3 separate regions of the Mus musculus genome follow, and all the other regions are linked to region 3. Evidence: chromatin contacts called from public promoter capture Hi-C data. All regions are on one chromosome and are shown on one strand. The core of a region is the stretch at or near the end of the contact, and the rest is flanking DNA. Distances in the headings are between cores, read along the strand shown. Region 1 holds the start of Bhlhe23 (basic helix-loop-helix family, member e23). Region 2 holds the start of Nkain4 (Na+/K+ transporting ATPase interacting 4). Region 3 holds the start of Ntsr1 (neurotensin receptor 1).

Region 1 (3,130 bases), core at 296-2,795, 280 kb before region 3:
TGTAGATCTTGTCTCTTGTTGCCTGAAGTGATCCATAGCCTCAGGACTGCCAACTCCCACCCATACCACCATCAGCCCAGGGACAAGTACTTGGAAAAGGACTCTTAGAAGCACCTCATTCTTTGGGCCAGGATGTCCTTCTAGGTGATACCTGCCCTCCACAGTGTAGCTGGCCACATGGTGAACTAGTTCTGGCAGTCAAGAAGATGTTGTCTGGTTTCTTTCTTTTCCAGGCCCAGAGCAAAGTCTGATGTTCCTTAAGCACATATGTGTTTGTATCTGTGTTCTTGCATACTGGTGATGACATAGAGTTCCTGGAACCTTCCAGAAAACACATGGCTCTCACCGACACTCACTTCACAAGTGTGCCTCTAGCATCTATGCGCTCTTAGAGAGTGCCCAACAACTGAATAATTTCTTTTTCTGGTGAAACTCAGAACAGAGTTGGAAGCCAGGGAGACCCCATCTCTTACCATATTGAAGAGAATCGACCTCTTGCTGAAACCACAGAGCCCTAACAAGTTCATACCTTGGAGGACTTCTCAAAAAGCACCAAGCCCCTCAGCAGCCTTCATGTTTGGGGCTTTAGTTGACAAATATGAAGGGCCAGCCTGCAGCCTGCAGCTCCTCATGTTCTTTAGGTAGAAAGGGAGCCTTCAGCACTAGGTGGTACCAGAAACTCAACCTGCTCTGCCTTTCCTAACCTCAGAGAGTTTGAGTCTCCAATAAGGCAGAGACTTTGGCTTCGTGGCTCCCATACTAGGAAAGATGAGCCAGCCCCTAGCACAGCCCCTGCTCCTGAGTGTGTAACAACATAGGAACCAGACACTCAGGACCAGCCGGAGCACAGGAAGCACCAGGCTCTAGATTATCTGTTGTGTGGGGAGGGGTCTGGGCTGAGACTGAAGCCTGGGCAGGTGAAGTCAACCCCAGTTCCTCACTTACAAGAAGGAACCTGGACACTTCTACAGCGACCTCTGCTCAGCCCTCACTCCCCAGCCAAAACAGAAAATCCATCATACTCTTCCCCCCAGGACAAGACTGGGAATCCTTCACCTCAGAAGTCGAGGGAAACGTCTGTCTGTCCTAAGCAAAAGGTTTCATCCCAAACGCGGGAGCCACACTGGAATACACCTGTCAGGAGAACTTTGTGTTGAGGCGACAGACAGAAGGGACCGACGACCTGCCGCCTACAGGAAGATGATTTGATTTGGTTCAACTCGCAAGGATACGGAGACCTGGAGGAGAACCCAGCTGGGAGCTCCCGCTCAGCGCGCAGCTCCTGCGGATGGGGTCTCAGAACAAGGCAAGACTGGAGCTTTGGGAAAGTGACCCCGTAGGAAACAAGAAATGGCAGTTGAGGGGCCAAGAAGCAGGCAAAGCGCCCTCAGGTTCCGCGGCTCCCATCTTCAGGCCCGTGGGTCCGCATAGAGGGTGGAGCGGGGCTGGGAAGATGCCGGCAGCAGGTCCCCTCTGATTGGACGGCGTGAAGTCCCATCGGGAGCCTCAGCAGCTTAAAAACGAAGCCAATACGAGTGGGAGGTAGAGCGGCCCCGGCCGGCCACGCGCCTTGGTGAGAAGGCGCAGGAAGGGTGGCCGGCCGGAGAGGCCACGCGCAGGCCCGGGGACTGACAGACAGCTGGACAGGTGGACGCGCCCGCAGGGCAAGAAGCCATACTGCCGTAGCGGGCTCCAGAGGTCATGGCCGAGCTCAAGTCGCTGTCGGGGGACTCGTACCTGGCGCTGAGCCACAGCTACACGGCGACCGGCCACGCCTACGCTGCAGCGCGCGGACCGGAGACCACACGCGGCTTCGGTGCATCGGGTCCGGGTGGCGACCTCCCGGCGGCTCCCGCTTCTCGTGTCCCCGCCGCGACGGTGGAGAGCAGCGGCGAGCAGAGCGGCGACGAGGACGAAGCCTTCGAGAGGCGGCGGCGGCGGCGAGGGTCCGGGGTTGCGGTTGACGCACGGCGGCGGCCCCGGGAGCAGCGCTCGCTGAGGCTCAGCATCAACGCGCGCGAACGGCGACGCATGCATGACCTGAACGACGCGCTGGACGGACTGCGCGCAGTCATCCCCTACGCGCACAGCCCGTCGGTGCGCAAGCTCTCCAAGATAGCCACACTTCTGCTGGCCAAAAACTACATCCTCATGCAGGCGCAGGCCCTGGAGGAGATGCGGCGCTTGGTAGCATACCTCAACCAAGGCCAGGGCCTCGCGGCGCCGGTGGCCGCCGCGCCTCTAACGCCCTTTGGCCAGGCAGCGATTTACCCGTTCTCGGCGGGCACCGCGCTCGGGCCCTGCCCAGACAAGTGTGCCACCTTCTCAGGATCGCCCTCGGCGCTTTGCAAACACTGCGGCGAGAAGCCCTGAGGGCTCCGATCCCCTCTGCAGCCGCCTTTCTATTTAGACTGTTCCCTGTCCTCGCTGGCGGGACTCTATGAGAAAGCCCAGTACTCCGCTTACAGAACTGTTGGGTGCAGAATGAGAAGTCCGTCTGAGAAAGCCAGAGAGTTGGCGCTGGACTCTAGACCCTGCCGCATCCACTGAACTATCTCAGCTAAAAGGCTACGGGAGTGAGCAGTTAGTGAATGGTCCCACATCTGACAGGTGACTGCCCAAGGCTCAGGAGCGCAGGCACAGAGCATCGCGCTTGACCACATCCTAGCGTTGGATGGGGAACCCAGCCCCTTCTAAGCCAACTTGCAGGGCCTTGCTTGCTTCAACTAGACCTGTTCCTCAGGACGGGTGCGGCCCCTCACCTCGGGCCTCTGTTGGCTCCAAGACTCCAGACCCGGCCTAAAAGCAAAATTACGCCGAGGTCCTTTGGAGAGGTCGTGGAGGCAGACGCAGGAAGATCCCAGGAGGTGAGCTTTACAACGTTTTCCAAGTCTGAGCTTGTTCTGTTAACATTCTTGCCTGCCCAGAGGCTCAGGAAATTCAAGCCAGCCTCAAAAGTCTGTGGAAACATCTCTAAATAAGCCTGGAGCGCCACCGCCGGCCTCCTGTGGGCTGAGCTGGGTTTCACTTCTTTCTACTTGTCCCAAGGGGACTGGTGGAGCCCTCACAACCTGCTCAGGGCTACTTGACCCTGGAGGGTCAGCCGAAGAGTCTAGTCTAGCTCCAGGAC
Region 2 (3,165 bases), core at 195-2,694, 450 kb before region 3:
TTCTCATCAGCCGGACCCTCCCCGCCCCCCCCCCACTTCTCCTCTCTGAGCTTTATTTACTGGGGGCCTGAGACATGCACCTCCACCAGCTCGGATTAAGGATCTTGGCTGGCTTCCTCCCCAAGGCTGAAGGCCTTGACTTGCTTGCTATTAAATGGGCTGGTACAATTGGACCCTGCCAATGCTGCTTGTGACTGTCCACCAAGATGAGATAAGGGAAATTTGGTAATTCATAAAATAGTACGAGTGATTCAGGAATTAAGTAACCACAGGAAGTCACAGATCACTTCTCCATGAGAAGCCAGTGGTGGAGGAGTTCTCAGTGCACAATGGTTGTCACACAGAGGAAGGCTATCTATAGATACTCTGAGCATCCCCATGAAACTGGGTGACGCTGGCTTTGCTTCTCTGTCCCTGAGCTGCTCAAATCAAGGGCAAAGCTACCTAGACTCAGTTTCCCCCAGAAGCCTGTGGCCAAACCACCTTGTGTGAACTGGTTCTCCTGTCTACCTCCTTCTGCTGCTAGCACAAGATTCCTGCCCCAGGGACAGGCCTTTTATCGTTATTCACTAGGACCTGCACTACAGCCCAATGCTTCCCTCTGACCATGCTATCCATTCCTGCCTGGATATGAGGCTCCTCTACAACCTAGCTAAATCCCATGTTCAAGCCTCCGGGAAGCAGGGTGTTCTGTGTACTATTAGAGTGCCTAGTGATGTTCCTAAGTAGACCTGGACCCACACCTTCTGGACAAGAGAAGTACTTACTGGTGAGCCCATCATTCCTCCTGCTCCTGAGTCCTTGCTCTCAATACACACAAAGAGCTCCGGACCAGGTCGGGGCTTCTAGAAGATGAGGCGTCTTAAAGACTTTCACACTGAAAACACCTCTTTTCATGGGGTACCTCTGAACCTTCACAAGAAAGAAGTTTGAACTCAACAGAGCAGAAGTGTATGTCCCACCAGAGGGTTCGGATCAGGGACAGAAGCCAGGCCGAGAGCTATCTGGGGTAGACACAGTTGCTAATTATTCTTTTATGAGCATTCTGGGACAGACTCATTGACAGATCAAGTCTGTCCTGTGGCCACTATTCAGCCCTGCGCTGCTCTATACTGCCAGAGAGTCCTGTCATCGCCGCTTTAAGAAGGGTCCCGCGCCTCCTCTCCGGACCGTTTGAAGCCCCTAAGGGCTGCAAGGACTAGGGGTATCTAAGCGTGGAGACAGACGCAGCGCAGCTGTTATCCAGAGCAGGAGAGATGGGGGTGGGCGGAGTCTAAAGAGCCTGTGGGCAGGGGCAGGATCTAAGAGGAGGGGCAGACGGGGCTGGGGTCTGCTAGGTTTACCCGAGGCAAGATCCCGTTGGGGCGGGATCTGCAAGCTGGAAGGAGGCGGTGTTTTCAGGGCAATGCGGGGCGGAGGAATGGGGGTTGGGGGTGGGGAGGCTGGACAGAAGGTTTCATACGCGGAGGATTCCAGCCCACTCTGGCAGCAAAGGCTCCCACGGGCGAAGTGAATACCATGGGCTTTTGCTCCGGCCGCTGCACGCTTCTTGCGCTCTGCGCTCTGCAGCTGGTGAGTCCGGGTGTCCTGCGTGGCTTTCCGGACCCGCACCAGCCTCGGGTGGTTCCTGGGATGACGGCTTGCACTTGGCTGTGGTTGCTGCAGCCGATTTGTGGCGTGCAAGGGGAGCTGTCACGGTGCGCTGTTTGCTTGGGGAGTAGCGTCCCTGCTGGCGGGGACAGGTGCTGAGGAGCGCCTGCCCCCCCAACCCCCCCCCAACCCCCGACAGCTAGGAACAAAAGCCTTCGGGAGGGCTGCTTCGGGAGTCTGGTCCAGAGTGCCTAATCAGGGGGAGAATGTTGCTCTTGATGCCCAGGCGCCCCAAGGCGCCTGTGGCCGGGAGAAGCAAGCACGGGTGTCTTACTACCGGCGGCACAAGGGACTGAGCCTACAGCAAAGTTCGGTGTCTGAGTGTGGACATTAGAATCAGGTGTGCTGGAGAGTGTGATCACTTGACGTGCCCAGCTTGTGCGCAGGCACAGACTACCTTGGAGTCTCCCAATCTTCCTGGACCTGTAGAGGGATAGGGCTCTCAGGCCCAGATGCTTAGGGTTGAGCCCAGGTCCACTAGCAGAAAAGCCTTGTCAGAGAACTTGAATGACACTGAACAACTTTGCAGCTCTCCCTGAGCTTGGAGCCTGGAATAAGGGTTCTGGGGTTGAAGAGGCTAAAACAAAGGTCGCTGGGGAAACTCCTTTGCTAAATGCTAATGAGTCCTAAGTATCTGGTCTTAAAAAGGAAATGTAGCTTTGTTGTTTCTGGGCTGGGTGTGGGCCTGAACCCTGCTAGACTGGGTAGCCGGAGGTCCCTGAGGAAGAAGTTATTTTAAAGACACTTTAAGGCATTTGGTGTTTTGTCCTCCCAGCAACACAGGGAGTGTTTTGTACCTCCAGGGACTGCCAGGCATAATGTGGGATTACAGGGAGGTCCATGGTCCAAGTTTTTACTGGTTTGCAGGTTTCTACAGGGCAAGTCCGATTTGCTGCCTCCAGCCTTGGAGCAGTGTTGAGCGTTGTCTTTCTGTGAAGGGGTCCCTCAAAGGGAAGATGGAGAGAAGTCCTGCAGGATGACCTGCAGGTAAAGGACAGGAATAAGTGCGCTGACTCGGGTTTAGAGCCTGCTCAAAGTGGGAGTCAAGAAACAGAGTCGCTTTGTGGGAGGGGGAGACCGGTTTCCTTGCCCTGGATTTGGTGACAATGTTCTCTGATGTGTGGCTGAGAGAAGGTGCTTCTGCCACCTCTAGTTCAGAGATGTGGCCTTGGGGTGAAAGAGGGTGAGGCCAGGGCCTGTTGCTTCCATTTGACTTCTGGCTTCAAGTAAGAGGAGAGGGGTCATTTTGTTGTCTGGGTTTATAGAGCTTCCCTGGACAGAGCTTCTCAAAAGCCCAAGTCTCCGCCAAGACAAGCCCCAAGGACTTTGCAGAGCTGTACCGAGCCCTGTACCCTTGCTTTGTCCAGCCGGGCCACAGCTGAACCGCCCCAGGGAACTGTCAAGGGTCTTTTGTCTTGTACTGGCTGGCAGTTGGGGGCGGGCCACCCTCCTCAGCCTCTGGGCAGAACAGGCCCAATACCACCCACTGCTCTAGTCTCTGCTTTCAAGGGGGGA
Region 3 (3,192 bases), core at 590-3,089:
ACAGCAGCAAGGGCCTGGAGTGCTTCAGACTGGGGGCCTGCAAACCCCTCTCTGAGCCCTCCTGACCATGTTTTGATCACCTCCCTTCACAGACAGGGAAAGTGTAACTCAACTGGGAACAATTCCAAGATTAAAGCTCCAGCTCTTGGATTTGGGTCCAGGAGAGGCAGCCAGAAGGCCTTGGGGACTCAGCCTGGGAAGTCAGGGATTCCTGATGGCTGATGGCAACCTTCTTCCCTGAGAGTATCCTCGGGCTTACAGTAAACAGAAGTCACTGATTGGGGCTCAAGCCCCCTTCAACAGGAGGGGAGGAAGCAGGGAGGGGCATGCAACTGGGAGTGAAAAGTTGAGGAGGAGTTGATGGCTATGCCCCGCCCCTTCCCAACCTCCTAAGAGGAGCCTTGCTGAGCGCTCTCCATATGTTGCTCAGTATGATGTCACTGGGGCCTACTTTGGGACAAGGGAGAAGAATAAAGTGCTTCTGAGGCACAGTTCTTTCCACAAGGCAACACGGCTGTGTCTCTCCCCAGGTGGTGCCTTGAATCACCGGGACTTCTGAGGTGACACTGCTAAAAGTCTCTGTGTGGCTCCAATAGAAAGAAACAGCCAGACGGGAAACCAGCTGCCCTGGTGTGCCCTCTAATGTGCCACAGCTCAGAGAGTCCCCTTTTAGATGTTCTTACCTGGATGACGACCTTGACGGTGGCTGTGTCCACCGTGGGTGTGCACACCAGGCCACCAGGGTGCTGGCCATCGGCACTGCGGTTCTGCAGGCCCATGGTGAAAAGCATGGGTACAGCCAGCAGCGCCGAGGCTAGCCATATGGCACTGATGAATTTCTTGGTGCGGCTGCGGGACATGAGGGTCTTGGCCTTGAAGGGATGGCAGATGGCCAAGTAGCGCTCCACACTCAGGCTGGCTACATTGAGGGCTGTGGCATAGGTGCAGGCATCTCGCAGGAAATAGTAGCCACGGCAGCCAGCATCCCCAAAGGCCCAGGGATGGTGCACCCAGATGAAGTTGTACAGCTCCACGGGCATGGCCAGCAGCAGGATGAGCAGGTCAGACAGTGCCAGGCTACCCAGGTGGTAATGCACAGTGCTCTGCAGGCTCTGCAGCGACTTCTTCCGCGCTAGAGTGAAGGCTGTCACCGAGTTGCCCACAGTGCCCACCACAAAAAGTGCCAGGTATACAGCGGTCACCAGCACCTTGGAATAAATGTCAGTGTTCACGTCCAGGTTGCTGTTGGGCTCCAGGATGGATTCTGAGGAATTGCCAGAACCATTGCTCAAGCTGAGCGCCAGGAGCATCGTCTCCAGTCCGAACTGTGGATGTGGGAAGGGCTGGGCACCGGGTTCACTTGGGGCTCCCTGCTGCACGGAGCTGTTGAGGTGCATGGTGGGCGCCAGATATGCGGCTTTGTCCTGCACCTTTGAAGGTGAAAGTCCCTCCAGGGGCAGATGAGGAGGCGCTCAGAGGAGAGGGTGTGGAAGCTAAGGGGGGCGTGCCGTCCGGCGGCGAAGCCAGCTATCCAGGAGATCCTGGGAGCTCTGGGGCTCGAGACGTGCCGGCTCAGGGATCCACTCTTCTTTCTCCTTCAGAGTCTGGGATCTGCTTTCCGGTTCTTCCTCGGCACCCCCCCTGGCTCCGAGCCTGCCTAGATCGGGGCTGCTACCGACCTCCAGATTCTGTGGTTGGTTCTCTGCACTCCTGGGTGGCAGCGATGTCCTCAGGACCGCGACCCTGCTGGCTTGTGCTTCGTTGGGCGAGCCTGTGGCGCAGAGAGGAGCGCACGCACGGCTGCCCAGCGTGCTCACCCTCGTTCTCCCTCTTCTGCTTGGAGCTCTTCCCGCACCCGACTTCGCACACCTCCTGCTGCGCCGGAGCCTGCCGGGCTCCTCGCGCTTCCACTGAGCTGGCGGCTGCGCGGCGCGCCCAGCAGTGGAGGAGGGTGGGTGTTGGAGAGTCAGAGACGCCACAGCCACTGTCCCCTCCCCACCCGGATACTGGCTGACGGTTGCTCCTGCACGCTCCCGGGGACCACCTGGGCTAGGATGAGTACCCCAGGAAGCAGAATTCCCTACCAGGCGAGGGAGAATGAGGGGATATTGGATCTTTCCTTTCAACCTCTCCTGGGCAGCACGATCTTTCTTTCACGATCGTTGGTCCCAACTTCTCCCACCCCAAAAAGAAAGCTCCCCGTAGCCGTCTTCAGCTCCCTTAGTGACACGAGGGTGTACTCGAGGGGAAGGCGGAGAAGGAGGCGGCACCCTGCTGATAAGTCAGGGCCTTTGTACAACTGCCTCGACCTCCTCCCTTCTGGGTGCCTGTGGGGTGCCAGAAGCACCCAGGGGGGCCCTCTAGCCTGTGAAGGGTCTGGTGAAGGAAAGCATAGAGCAGGAAGTTAGAGCAGCCCATCTCTCCACGCAGTCTCACGGTCTTAGCTGCCTTTGGGTATGATGGGACCTTCTGCCCTCCTGTAGCCACCTGGATTTGGTCACTAGCAGTGACTCTCAGAGCTGGTGCCCTGTCGTTTCAGAGGGGAAGGGCAGGTTTGTGGGCGACACAGAGCTGCGTCTGTCCTTGCAGGAAACCCTGAAGCCTGTGCACTCAGCCCAGCACAGCTTTTCTCAGGGGACCCTGCCCCAGTCAGGGACCCGGGGAACAAAGGTCTTTTCATCTTGTCCTCTTTGGCAGGGGCCCTGGCCAGAGCTTCCAGGCTTGCTGCCATCTTGCTTGCCCCAGGGCCCTTGCCTCTATTTCCCCACTTGGCTCTCTCAGCCTTTCTCCTGCCCTCTTCCTCCAGAAAACTCCTCCCTGGATCCTGGAGAGTCCCAGGGCAGGAGGGAAGGAAGGCTCAGGGATTGCCGTCCCTGCATGGACCTGGCTGGCTGTACCTGCTGCGCTGGAACTAGGGGTCCTGAGTGGGGGAGAGAAAGGGTAATGAGAGAAGTGGGTGAGGCTTTGACCCAGACCAGGGATCCCTGCGCAGCCAGCGACCCTCAGGCTTCAGTGCCTACTCACACAAAAGCTGGTGCCCTCCACAGAATGTTAACACATGAAAAGCAGTGCTTAAACACTTGGTTTCCAAAGGAAACTACTGTGTCCCCTTAAGAGAAGCCAGTACAGCAGGCTGAGGGTGTAGGGGTTGACCAGGCTTCTAATATTTGGGCAAGCCTCAGCTTCTTCCAT

The links. Promoter capture Hi-C pulls out the DNA fragments that hold promoters and counts their contacts.
Region 1: a contact with region 3 is called in a promoter capture Hi-C map of stem cell-derived epiblast-like cells, with 5 times the contacts expected there. The contact joins the promoter of Bhlhe23 here to the promoter of Ntsr1 in region 3. A contact is called at or near these places in 21 of 39 promoter capture datasets (the 3T3-L1 cell line, 3T3-L1-derived adipocytes, the C10 cell line and 11 more), 2 of 15 datasets of contacts at CTCF or cohesin (large pre-B cells and pro-B cells), 10 of 484 Hi-C or Micro-C datasets (B cells, the CH12 cell line, LSK cells and 4 more), 5 of 115 datasets of contacts at active chromatin or transcription factors (embryonic basal ganglia, embryonic hindbrain, embryonic stem cells and 1 more) and 3 of 9 other capture datasets (embryonic stem cells, liver and macrophages).
Region 2: a promoter capture Hi-C map of stem cell-derived epiblast-like cells shows a contact between it and region 3, with 2.9 times the contacts expected there. The contact joins the promoter of Nkain4 here to the promoter of Ntsr1 in region 3. A contact is called at or near these places in 1 of 39 promoter capture datasets (stem cell-derived epiblast-like cells), 2 of 115 datasets of contacts at active chromatin or transcription factors (both in embryonic stem cells) and 2 of 9 other capture datasets (macrophages and pancreatic islet).

The regions. Positions count from the first base shown.
Region 1 is chr2:180,775,315-180,778,444 of GRCm38.p6, reverse strand. Bhlhe23 (basic helix-loop-helix family, member e23) reads left to right here and starts at 1,545. Exons shown (of 1, transcript NM_080641.5): 1 at 1,545-3,130. The coding sequence starts at 1,702. The coding sequence ends at 2,373.
Region 2 is chr2:180,952,978-180,956,142 of GRCm38.p6, reverse strand. It overlaps Nkain4 (Na+/K+ transporting ATPase interacting 4), which reads left to right and starts at 1,444. Exons shown (of 7, transcript NM_021426.4): 1 at 1,444-1,572. The coding sequence starts at 1,519.
Region 3 is chr2:180,498,623-180,501,814 of GRCm38.p6, reverse strand. Ntsr1 (neurotensin receptor 1) reads right to left here and starts at 1,839. Exons shown (of 4, transcript NM_018766.2): 1 at 684-1,839. The coding sequence starts at 1,397.